Regions from separate parts of the Mus musculus genome. Here region 2 is linked to region 1. A link is a contact called in public HiChIP or PLAC-seq data. All regions are on one chromosome and are shown on one strand. Each heading gives the region's core, a stretch centred on a gene start, on an enhancer-like site or on the middle of the called end of the contact. The rest is flanking DNA. Distances are from core to core; before and after follow the strand shown.

Region 1 (5,615 bases), core at 1,598-4,097:
TCATATGGAATAACTGGCTTGCTTTCTTACAGAACCTAGGATACAGCCTGAGGATGACACCACCCACCATGGACTAAACCCTCTCCCATTGATCACTAACTGAGAAAATGCCTTATGGTTTGATTTCACAGAGGCATTTCCTTAACTGAGGCCCCTTCCTCTTTGATGACTCTAACTTATATCAAGTTAACACACAAAACAAGTACATTCTACTAACTTGGAAAATCTAAAAGAAATAGATGAACTTATATACACATATGACCTTCCAAAATTCAAGCAAGATGAGATAAACAATTTAAGCAGATCTGTAGCAAGCAGTGCAATTGATGCAGCGATTAAGAATTTCATAAATTACAAGTGTCTAAGCCAAGATGGATTGTCTGGTAAATTTTGCTAGACCATTAAAGAAGAATTAAGACCAACACTTGTTAAACTATTCCATAAAATAAAAAAATAAAAAAATAAAATAAAAGTGAAGAAGCAACTGTCTTAGTGTTTTACTGTTGTGAACAGACACCATGACCAAAGCAACTCTTATAAGACTAGCATTTAATTGGGCTGCCTTACAGGTTCAGAGGTTCAGTTCATTATCATCAAGACAGGAGCATGGCAGCATCCAGACAAGCATGGTACATGAGGAACTAAGAGTTCTACATCATCATCTAAAGGGCAATAGAAGAAGACTGGCTTCCAGAAAGCTAGGATCAGGGTCTCAAAGCCTATGCCTACAATAACACACTTCCTCCAACAAGGCCACTCTAACAAGGCCATACCTCCTAATAATCCCATTCCCTGCACCAAACATATACAAACATCACAGGAATGTTACTAAACTTTCTTACAAAGTTAGATTTTTTTTGTTTGTTTTGTTTTTGTTTGGTTGGTTTTTTGTTTGTTTTTGTTTTTGTTTTTCGAGACAGGGTTTCTCTGTGTAGCCCTGGCTGTCCTGGAACTCACTTTGTAGACCAGGCTGGCCTCGAACTCAGAAATCTGCCTGCCTCCCAAGTGCTGGGATTAAAGGCATGCACCATCACGCCCAGCTAGTTAGAATTATCCTAATACCAAAACCAGATAAAGATGTAACCAAAAAAAAATTATAAACAAATATCTATGATTCACATAGATATTATGAATCACATAAAAAAATCCTCATTATTCTGATTCAGTGCTTTACTTTCCTTTCCATAAGTTGGAAATTTAGCAGGGTGGGGTCTAGCCCTGGGGTCACAACTCCCTTTATTCCCATTTAATATCAGACTTTTTAAAAAATATGCTTATCTCCTTGAGCACAGGACTTAGCTCTATTGCACTCCCTGGTGCCCCTTTTCTCCTCAAGGTTTACATTTTCTATTTTTTCTTGCTCAGCTTGCTCCTTTTCATTAAAGATCTGCATACAAGTGAGCACTAATAACCACACAACAAAGTCTATACTAGGTTGTTTTAAGATTCTTCTGTCAACAGAATTAAAACTCTCGACTATAGCCTTGGGCAGACTTTTCAGACAAGGCCAAAGCAAAGCTACATTCTTCACCAAAATCTCACAATCTCTGAAACCTCTTCAGCCAGGCCCCCACAGCTCAAATCACCCTCATCAGAACTGTATTCCATGCTCTTACTAGTATGGCCTATTTAACTGTGTGTAAAGTAATCCGCTACTTTCCTAACCCCAAATCCCAAAGTCTACATTCCTCCAAATAAAAACCCAGTCAGGTCTGTCACAACAATATCCCACTCCTGGTACCAACTTCTGTCTTAGTTAGGGTTTCTATTGCTATGAAAAAAAAAAAACACTCACAACAACGCTTGTAAAGAAAAACATTTAATTTGGCTGGCTTACAGTTTCAGAGGCTTAGTCCATCATTATCATCATGGTGGGAAACATGCTAGCATGCAGGTAGATACATGCTGGTACTGGAGAAGGAGCTAAGAGTTCTACATCTTGATCCTCAGGAAGCTGGGAAAGAACTGACTTGAGCGCCTGAGTTCTCAAAGTCTGCCCCCACAGTGACACACTTCCTCCAGCAAGGCCATATCCACTTCAACAAGGCCACACCTCCTAATAATGTCACCCCTCTCCCCCGAGGGCCAAGCATTCAAATGCAGGAGTCTATGGAGGCCTTTCCTATTCAAACTACCACAATCCCCAAATTATGAGTCAAAATAAAATCCCTCTTCCTCTCCAGTCACTTTTGGAGGGTGTTTTGTCATAATGGGGAAAGTATCTAATACAGTATTAATACTAAATGAGGTCACACATGATTTTACTGCATCTCTTCTAATGTGGCGTCAGGAAAGTCTCTGCTCATGGGTTTTCAGAGGGGTGGGTATGGAAAGGGTATCAGTAATGAAAGCTTGGTCCTCTCTTCCATCACAACCTGAATCACTGCCAATGCATCTGATGGCCAAGGGACATGTTCTTTGGTTCAGACAGACTCACCAAGGGCAAAGCCATGTCTGTACAGATCCATCATAGCAGATCGTGGTTGGACCCTTTACAGATGCTGAGTGAAGACCATGTGCCAGAGCCCACGAGGCAGAACTTGGCAGTCCAGCTTGGCAAACAGTGTAAACACCACAGCTGTAGACTGGCTTCCTACCCATCTGCACTATGGAAAGAGTCTGGCCACCACTAGCCCTTCAACAACAGCCCTCATGAAGTCAACCGGCACAGGAACCAGCTTAGCAGCTACCTTGGAAAACAAAGATCTATTGAGCATCTGATATTTTATCCACATTCTCCTAGAGTATGCAGAACAGTCCTGGTGACAGGAAATCTCTCTAAAGAGACCTACCTTCAAGTGTCTGTTCAGGAAATTCAACAAAGGAGGCTTGGGACTGAAACTTGATTTAGCCATTAACATGCAACGATCTCCCTGGCCTCTGTATCTGAATCTGAAAGGGGCTAGGGGAGGTGCCACCTTCCAGCGCAGTCAGTGACAATAAATGAAATCATGCATTCTCTGTCATCAGAGCTCCCAGAAGTAAGTATAATATGCATGGCAGGTGGTGTTATTAATGACATCCTCAGGTGTTTTCTAAAGTTTGTAATTAGCATGTAAGGGTAATGGTGAAGTGTCAGCTCCCCAAGACTTCCCCAAGCAGAGCATCCCAGCTTGAAAGGAATGGCCTGCTGCTCTAGTCTTTATCTGAATTTTCGCCACTTCCTGATGGCAGACGATACAGCTAAGAGAGTTAGTTCCAAGAATATTAATTGACTTCTCCTTATTTGGAGTGATACTCATCCTTCTCCTCTCCCCGCCTCCCTCTTTAGTTGAGTTGATTCAGGCAACACTCCCTAAAAGCTGTGGGCCCAGCAGCCCCAGCAGTAGCAGGTGACTGCAGCCCCAGCAGCCTAAGAAAAGGCAGCCGCAGTGAACAGCGTGTCGGAAGCATTCCTTCTCCATCCCAGGAAGTAGGAGATCCTGTTCTAAGCACTAGCAAGAGGAGCCTGACTCCTCCAGAATCCCAGATCTTCTCCAGGAGCCTGGCACCAGGTACAGGAGTTACCATGAGCACATACACCAAATATGGCTGCTTCCAACTGGCATAGAGAGCTTTTGGGCAATGCTGAGGAAGGAAGGGAACCACAGCCAGCTTCTGGCTATAGCTGAGAGCAGCCATGACAGGAGTGGGGGTTCTCGAAGCCATAAGGCAGCACCATGAAATTGGACACAATCTCTCAAAGGAAACTCATCTGTCCTTGAGATTCCAAAAGGAAGAATCTTTTCCTGGAGGTCACAAAGGGATGGAAAGGAGAGTACAATCTTTCCAGAGAATTCAAATTCTGTATCAGAACTATGAAAGAAGATAGCACAGGCCAGGCAGTGGTAGTACATGCCTGTAAAGGTCACAAAGGGATGGAAAGGAGAGTACAATCTTTCCAGAGAATTCAAATTCTGTATCAGAACTATGAAAGAAGATAGCACAGGCCAGGCAGTGGTAGTACATGCCTGTAAAGGTCACAAAGGGATGGAAAGGAGAGTACAATCTTTCCAGAGAATTCAAATTCTGTATCAGAACTATGAAAGAAGATAGCACAGGCCAGGCAGTGGTAGTACATGCCTGTAATTCCAGCACTTGGAAGGCAGAGGCAGGCAGATTTCTGAGTTTGAAGCCAGCCTGGTCTACAGAGTGAGTTCCAGGAAAGCCAGGACTACACAGAGAAACCCTGTCAAAAGAAAGAGAGAGAGAGAGAAGAGGGGAGGGGAGGGAAGGGAAGGGAAGAGAAGAGAAGAGAAGAGAAGAGAAGAGAAGAGAAGAGAAGAGAAGAGAAGAGAAGAGAAGAGAAGAGAAGAGAAGAGAAGAGAAGAGAAGAGAAGAGAAGAGAAGAGAAGAAAAAGATAGCATGGGCTGGCGAGATGACTCAGCAGGTAAGAACACTGACTGCTCTTCCAAATGTTCTGAGTTCAAATCCCAGCAACCACATGATGGCTCACAACCACCCATAATGAGATCTGATGTCCTCTTCTGGTGCATCTGAAGTCAGTTACAATGGACTTATGTATAATAATAATTAATCTTTAAGAGAAGGAGGAGGAAGAGGAGGAGGAGGAGGAGGAGGAGGAGGAGAAGAAGAAGAAGAAGAAGAAGAAGAAGAAGAAGAAGAAGAAGAAGAAGAAGAAGAAGAAGAAGAAGAAGAAGAAGAAGAAGAAGAAGAAGAAGAAGAAGAAGAAGAAGAAGTAAAAAAACCAAGTCTTAATGCCAGCAGGTTCTTCCAACTCCCTGGACACTGCCAACTTGGCCTGAACTTTTGTCAAAGCATAGAAGTCTCACACACAGTAGAGAAAATTCAAATAGTGCATTAAGGTTTGGAGAAGAGATAGAGAGATGGCTCAGTGGATAAAAAATATTGCCAGTTTTCCAGAGGACCTGGGTTACAAATTGTCTGTAACTCCAGTTCCAAGAGCCTCATAGCCCCCTTCTGATTTCTGTGGGCACTGCATGAATGTAGTACACCGAGTACATGTGGATAAGACATTCCTACATATAAAATAAAATAAAAATCATTAAAGAGACTGGAAGAAACCCCCTAAAAATGCTTTCAGGCTTGGTGGCCCTGCCCAAGCTTGCAGACATGCATAAGTAATTGAACATGACTTTGAACTCTATACCTTCCTGCCTCCACCTTCCAAGTATAAGGATTACATTACAGGTATGTGCCATGACATTGGACTGGCTAAGCTGTTTGAAAACTCCCTGAATCCTAAGCTAGAGAAGCCCTCCTCTTTCATAATCCTTGGCTCCTTGGTGGGAAGTGACTCTCAGGAAAGCAGGCAGGGGTGGGGAGACACTCTTGCCCCACCCCCACTACACACACACTCCCTGATTTCTTCCTTCCCCATAGCCAGCAACTCTTCTTTCTCAGGTTCTCCTAAGTCCACAAGACACCTGCTGGGGAGAGTCAAATCTTCCTAGCTCCCACAGCCCCCTGCCACCTCCCCAACTTCCATCCCAGGATCTCTTTCTTGAGCAAATCGGCACCTGTATTTGTTAATCAAGTCACCGAGGACTCAGTAATTGCCCAGCAGAAAACACGGGTGCAGATGTTAGGGAGCACAGGGGCAAAAGCACTAAATGAGATTCTTGTTTTCCAAACAGAGCCTGAGATTTAATTA
Region 2 (5,489 bases), core at 1,477-3,976, 2.5 Mb before region 1:
AATTTATGATTTTTTTTTAGCAAAGAAAAAATAAGAAGATTCATCAACATAAAAGGTTAACACACTAGGGCAAGTGTCAAGTGAAGGGTGTTCTGAGACGGCCTCCTGCTCCTTTTAGTTCTGCTGCTTAGAGACTAATCAGAGTTCAGACACCATCAACCTAAAGAATTTGTTCTTTACTGTGCTTCTAAATGTAAAGTCAAAGAACAATTTGAACAGATATTTCTGTATGTGACCAATATTTGATTCATAAGTAAATGAACAGATGTTTAATCCTCCTAATCATTAAATAAATTTCAACCAAAATCTGAATGCATCTCATATGCTGTTCAACCTTCTTGTAGTTTTTTTTACTGTTATGAATCATAAGGTAAGTATCTTTTATGCAAAATATAGACTATACAATCCCCAAAGGGGTCATGTTCCACAGGTTGAGAACCTCTGCCTTAGGATAACTACCCAAAGATATGGTCGTGCAGACTGTTTCAAGTCTATTTTACACAAGTTAGAGTCATCTTGGAAGAGGGAAGCTCAACTGAGAAAGTACTTTCACCAGACTGGCCCGTGGGCAAGCCTGTGTTGCTTTCTTTTGGTTGATGACTATAATGTATAGTGAGAATGGTCTCTGTCAGCTCATAAGTGTCAATCCTTGACCCTGTAAGACCTGAAGAGCCTTACGTCTGGGATGTTCCACTCACAGAAACACAGAGATGGAGATCAATGAAACAAGCAAGAGGTTTATTGATCCTGCGAGCTGGGGCTGTCCTGCAATGGGGCAGAGGTGCCCCTGAATCTCCTAAGCACACACTTTCTATACAGTTTAAGGGTAGGACTTGTTAACAACGCAAGTTTATTTAAGCCCACTGTTGGCAGAGCTGACCTTTTCTTTCACCCCTTTAAAAATGGTAATTAGCCTCTCCCTTCCTGAGAGGCAAGTGTTTCATGACCTTCCCTAAGCAGCATTGATGACCCTGGGTGAGGTGATGTCTTAGTCACCAAAAGAGGGAACTGAAGCATTCTTGGTTATTATCTGCACCTGCCTTATAGTCGGGGCTTTCTTGTAAGCCTTGTTTTGCTGGGTCATTCTGGGAAGGGAGTGTTAGTCACAACCTTCTAGAGGAAGCTCCCCAGCATGCTATTCTAGCAAGGTCTTTCAGTGGCTATCTTATGTTCTCTACGGTCACACATTCCCACAGCCCCTCATTGGTGAAACCGATTGGGAAGAGTTATGAGGTGTGGCCTGGTTGGAGGAAGTGTTCAAGGCCTCAGAAACCTCCAGACATCCTCAATGCACTCCCTGTCTCTTGCTTGTAGATCAAGATGTGGGCTCTCAGCAGTCTCTGCAGCTGAGCCTTTGTGCCACCATCATGGATTCTAACCACCTAAAACCATAAGCTCAATTAAACACTGTTTTACAGGTTGCCTTGGTTACGGTGTTTTATCACATCAATAGAAAAGTAACGAATGTAACAGGTACCAGGAAGGGGGCTGTTGCTGCAACAAACCCAACCATGCAGTTCTTTTAGAGGAATGTGGAAGATCTGGAGATTTTTAAACATCATAAGTGGGGTTTTACAGGCTATCCTAGTAGGAGCTTGAAAGACAGTTCGAAGACAGGGAGAGATCAGTATGGACCATGGAGGCCCAGCGTAAGAGGCAGAACAATATTAGCAACTAGGATACAGACCATTGTGATAATTGGGTAAAAAATAAAATAAAAAAAAATCATCTGCTTTCTAGCCTTCTCTTCAGAACTTGCCTGGGGCTAAATTGAAAAAGCAATGGACTAATGTATTTAGCAGAAATTTCAAGGCAGTCCAGTACTGACTCTGTGACATGGTTATCTCATCGTCACTTTTGTGCAGTTCTACAGTGAAAAGTGGGGAGGGGACACGTGCAAAATAGACAGCTTGAAGAGAGAAAGGGCATCAGGAAAGTTAATGTGGGAGCCAAGGCTTGTGCTGAAAAGAAGGAGGTTGAGGAGAGGCCCGACTGGATCTGGGAGAAAGGGAAGAGTGTCTACAGGGCAAGATCCCACCTGGATAAGATCCCAACTTGTGAAAGGAGAGCTCGAAGGAATTTTCTTTTCATTTTCTTTTTTTTTTTTTTTTTTTTTTTTTTTTTTAGGGTTTTTGAGACAGGGTTTCTCTGTGTAGCCCTGGCTGTCCTGGAACTCACTTTGTAGACCAGGTTGGCCTCAAACTCAGAAATCTGCCTGCCTCTGCCCCCCAAGTGCTGGGATTAAAGGTATGCACCACCACGCCAGGCTCTAAGGAATTTTCTACTCCTACAAATCATTAACAAGGAAAGCTGCTGCAGATGGGACTCAGAGGGGCCAGGCCTTGTCCCAAGCAGGGAGCCACATTTGGCAGGGTCATCCACATGGCTCTAGCTTTAAAGTCATGAAGGTCACGTGAGTTAAAGAGGCTGTGGAATCTTTCTCCACGGTTAAGGATCACCAATGAGGCCTGGAGTCGAGGATGGGAGATGGGGGAGGGCTGTTTCTGCATAAAGGCCCTGAAAGGCCGCACTCAGGGAGTGAAGCTGTGAAAGATAAGCCTGGATTGTGTTGGGGACTCCAAGATGTTAGAGATGCCAGAGTTTTGGGATAATTGCCCAGGAGCCCTGCAGACAGGGAGTGGAAGCCTCCCAAGAGAGAGGAGGGTGTTGCAATTAGAAAAGCTGGAAAGGCAGGGCCGGCTAAGCCCTTTGACATCAGATACGGAGCAAAAGGACTTGGAGTTTGCCCTGCTGGGTTTTGGTCTTGCTTTGGTCCAGTATTTCCTCACTATGGCCTGATTCCTTCCCTTTGGAAGGGAATATATATCTTTCTGGCATTGTATGCTTGAAGTATATAATTTGTTTTTGATTTTTACATGGGGTTATAATTAAGAGATTTCCTTGAATCTTAAGAGATTTACAACTTTAGACTTTTAAATTGTGTTGAAACTGTGAGAGACTATGAGGGGGGGCTTTTAAAGTGGAACTGAACACATTTTGCATGATAATATGGCCCCAAGCCTGTGGGGGGTCAGAGAGTGGAATGTGGTGGTTTAAATAAGAAAGGTCCCCAGCGGCTCCTATGTTTGAATGGCTTGGTCCCCAGTGGGAAGGATTAGAAGGTCTGGTTTTCTTGGGGGAAGTGTGTCATCAGGAGTGAGCACTGACATTAAATACTAATGCTGTTCTCAGGGCAACGTGTCTGCAACTCTCAGCTGTGTTATCCTGCCATGATTGGTGCTCCACCCTCTAGACCCTTAAGCTAAATAAATTCTTCTTTCTATGGGTTGCCTTGGTCACCATGCCTCAGCACAGCAATAGTAAAGCAACTAAGACACTGATTGGTGTAGGAGGGCCCAACCCACTGTGACTGATGCTACTCTTGGGTCTTGAGAGTGCTATGGGCCTGGGGTGCTTCAGAGATTCACCAACCATGAATACATTTTAGAAAAAAGAAGAGCTTTATTTTGAGACTGTTACCAGGCCTACACCCTAAATTCAGGATTCCCAAGATGTTGCCCCAAATTGCATCAGTTAGGAACTTCTAAAGGCAAAACTCACAAGGCTACATACTTCTTGACTTCTTTCACTTCACGGAGGTGAAAACACTTGGTTTGTTATCTTACATGAACAACAGTTTCATTAAAATTATACAGAACCAAGCAATTATAAGCAAAACAAAACAAAACACAGCCCCCAGTGCTCCGGGAAGCGACCTTTTGGGAGGAAAGTGGAGCTTACAGGTTAGAGGGCATTTTTGTTTCATAGATCGCTTAAGCACAGTAATTTAGACTTAAAACAGTGTTAGTCATCACACGTGCTACAAGAAAGCCAGCTGAACAAGCCAACTCCTCCATGGCCTCTGCTTCCATTCCTGCCTCTTGGCTCCTGCCTTGAGAACCTGCCGGACTTCCCTGGATGATAGACTACAAGCTATACGATGAAATGAACCTTTTCATACACAAGTTGCTTCTGCTCAGAGTGTTTTATCACAGCAACAAAGCCACAATTAAGACAATGGTCAGCAATGACAAGAATCAAACATTAGGAAGATCTGGAAAGCTCTGAATCCTTGAACACTTTTGGTGGAAATGTAAAATAGTACAGAAGCTGTGGAGACAATATGGAGGTTCCAAAAAAAAATGTTCACCCAGAATGACCGAATGACCGTATGACTCAGGGATTCCTTTTGGGGAATATTCTCCAGACAATTGAAAGCAGAGGGAAGTGATATATTTATATCCACGTTCCAAACATGAGTCATAACAGCCAAATGATAGATGCAACTCAGTTGTCCATCAGTGGACTGTATTAGTCCCTTCTCTGTTGCTATAACAAAATGCCTCTGGTCTGGATGCCTTATACATAAAATAAATGTATTTGACTCATGATTCTAGTGACTGGAAGATCCAAAAAGCATGGTTCCAGCACACACACACACACACACACACACACACACACACACACACGACACACACTGTGTGACCACTTGAAAGAAAAGCATATGATAAACCAAGGAGCATATAAAATGGGCCAAGCACATGGGATGACTTGTCTCTAAGAGCCAGCTCCTATGTAACTTCTCACAAGAAGAAGAATATGACCTTGGATAAAAGTATTAATCACCTTCAAGATATAATCAGCTCTGAAGGCCCCATCCTCTCTCCCCATCATCACACCAGGGACCAAACTCTTAGCACCTGATCCTTTGGGAATCCATCCAAAACAACAATGGATGAATGGATAAAATACATGAAGTGGGGGTCAGGGTGGGGCTGCAGAGATGGCTCAATGGTTAAGAGTACTGGGTGCTCTTCCAGAAGTCTTGAGTTCAATTCCCAGCGAACACATGGTAGCTCACAACTATCTGTAGTGGGATCCGATGCTCTCTTGTGGTGTGTCTGAAGACAGCGGCAGTGTGCTCATATAAATAAAAACAAACAAATAAATCTAAAAAAGAAAAACACAGAAAGAAAAATACATAAAATGGAATATTATTCAGCCTTAAAAGGGATGGGGATTCTGGTTCATCCTACAACATGAACGAACCTCAAGAGGACATCATAATGTGTGAAATAAGCCAGACACAGAAACGTGAACAGGGTGCAATCCATTTGTGCGAGACATTTACAGTAACCAGCTTCACAGAGGAGAAAGTAAGACAGAGCTTGCCAGGCTGTAGTAAGGCAAACTCCAGCCTGGGACCTGGTTTCCTTTCTTTTTAAGACAAGGTCTCAGTGTGTAGTTTTGGCTGGCCTGGAACCCACTATGGTGGCCAGACTGGCCTTGAACTCACAAACCCATCTGCCTCTGTCTTCTGAGTTCTGGGAGATAAGGCATACACCGCCACACCTGACAAGAAGCCACCCTTCTTGGCCAAGTCTCTGTTCCTTGTCTGTAGTAATTTGAAAAGAAAACTCCACAGTTGAATAATGCCTTTGAAGAAATGAAATTGAAGAGTCACCAGGACACCAGGGCATTGCTTGAAT

Evidence for each region. HiChIP or PLAC-seq counts read pairs in DNA pulled down with a chosen protein or histone mark.
Region 2: a contact with region 1 is called in an H3K27ac HiChIP or PLAC-seq map of embryonic stem cells, with 3 times the contacts expected there. The contact joins two enhancer-like sites. A contact is called at or near these places in 4 of 39 promoter capture datasets (embryonic stem cells, hippocampal neurons, second pharyngeal arch cranial neural crest and 1 more) and 2 of 115 datasets of contacts at active chromatin or transcription factors (embryonic stem cells and neural tube).

Annotation. Positions count from the first base shown.
Region 1 is chr6:31,704,688-31,710,302 of GRCm38.p6, reverse strand. All of the region lies in intron 1 of Gm13846 (a long non-coding RNA gene), which reads right to left. Among named protein-coding and RNA genes, the nearest start is that of Gm13847, 41 kb to the right of the region's middle. Within about 2 kb of position 2,847, at least 3 of the 459 cell types and tissues checked have an H3K27ac peak or open chromatin away from gene starts, as enhancers often do. A contact at or near this core is called in embryonic stem cells, where this site is marked.
Region 2 is chr6:34,185,303-34,190,791 of GRCm38.p6, reverse strand. No RefSeq gene overlaps it. Among named protein-coding and RNA genes, the nearest start is that of Gm32533, 9.1 kb to the left of the region's middle. Within about 2 kb of position 2,726, at least 36 of the 459 cell types and tissues checked have an H3K27ac peak or open chromatin away from gene starts, as enhancers often do. A contact at or near this core is called in embryonic stem cells, where this site is marked.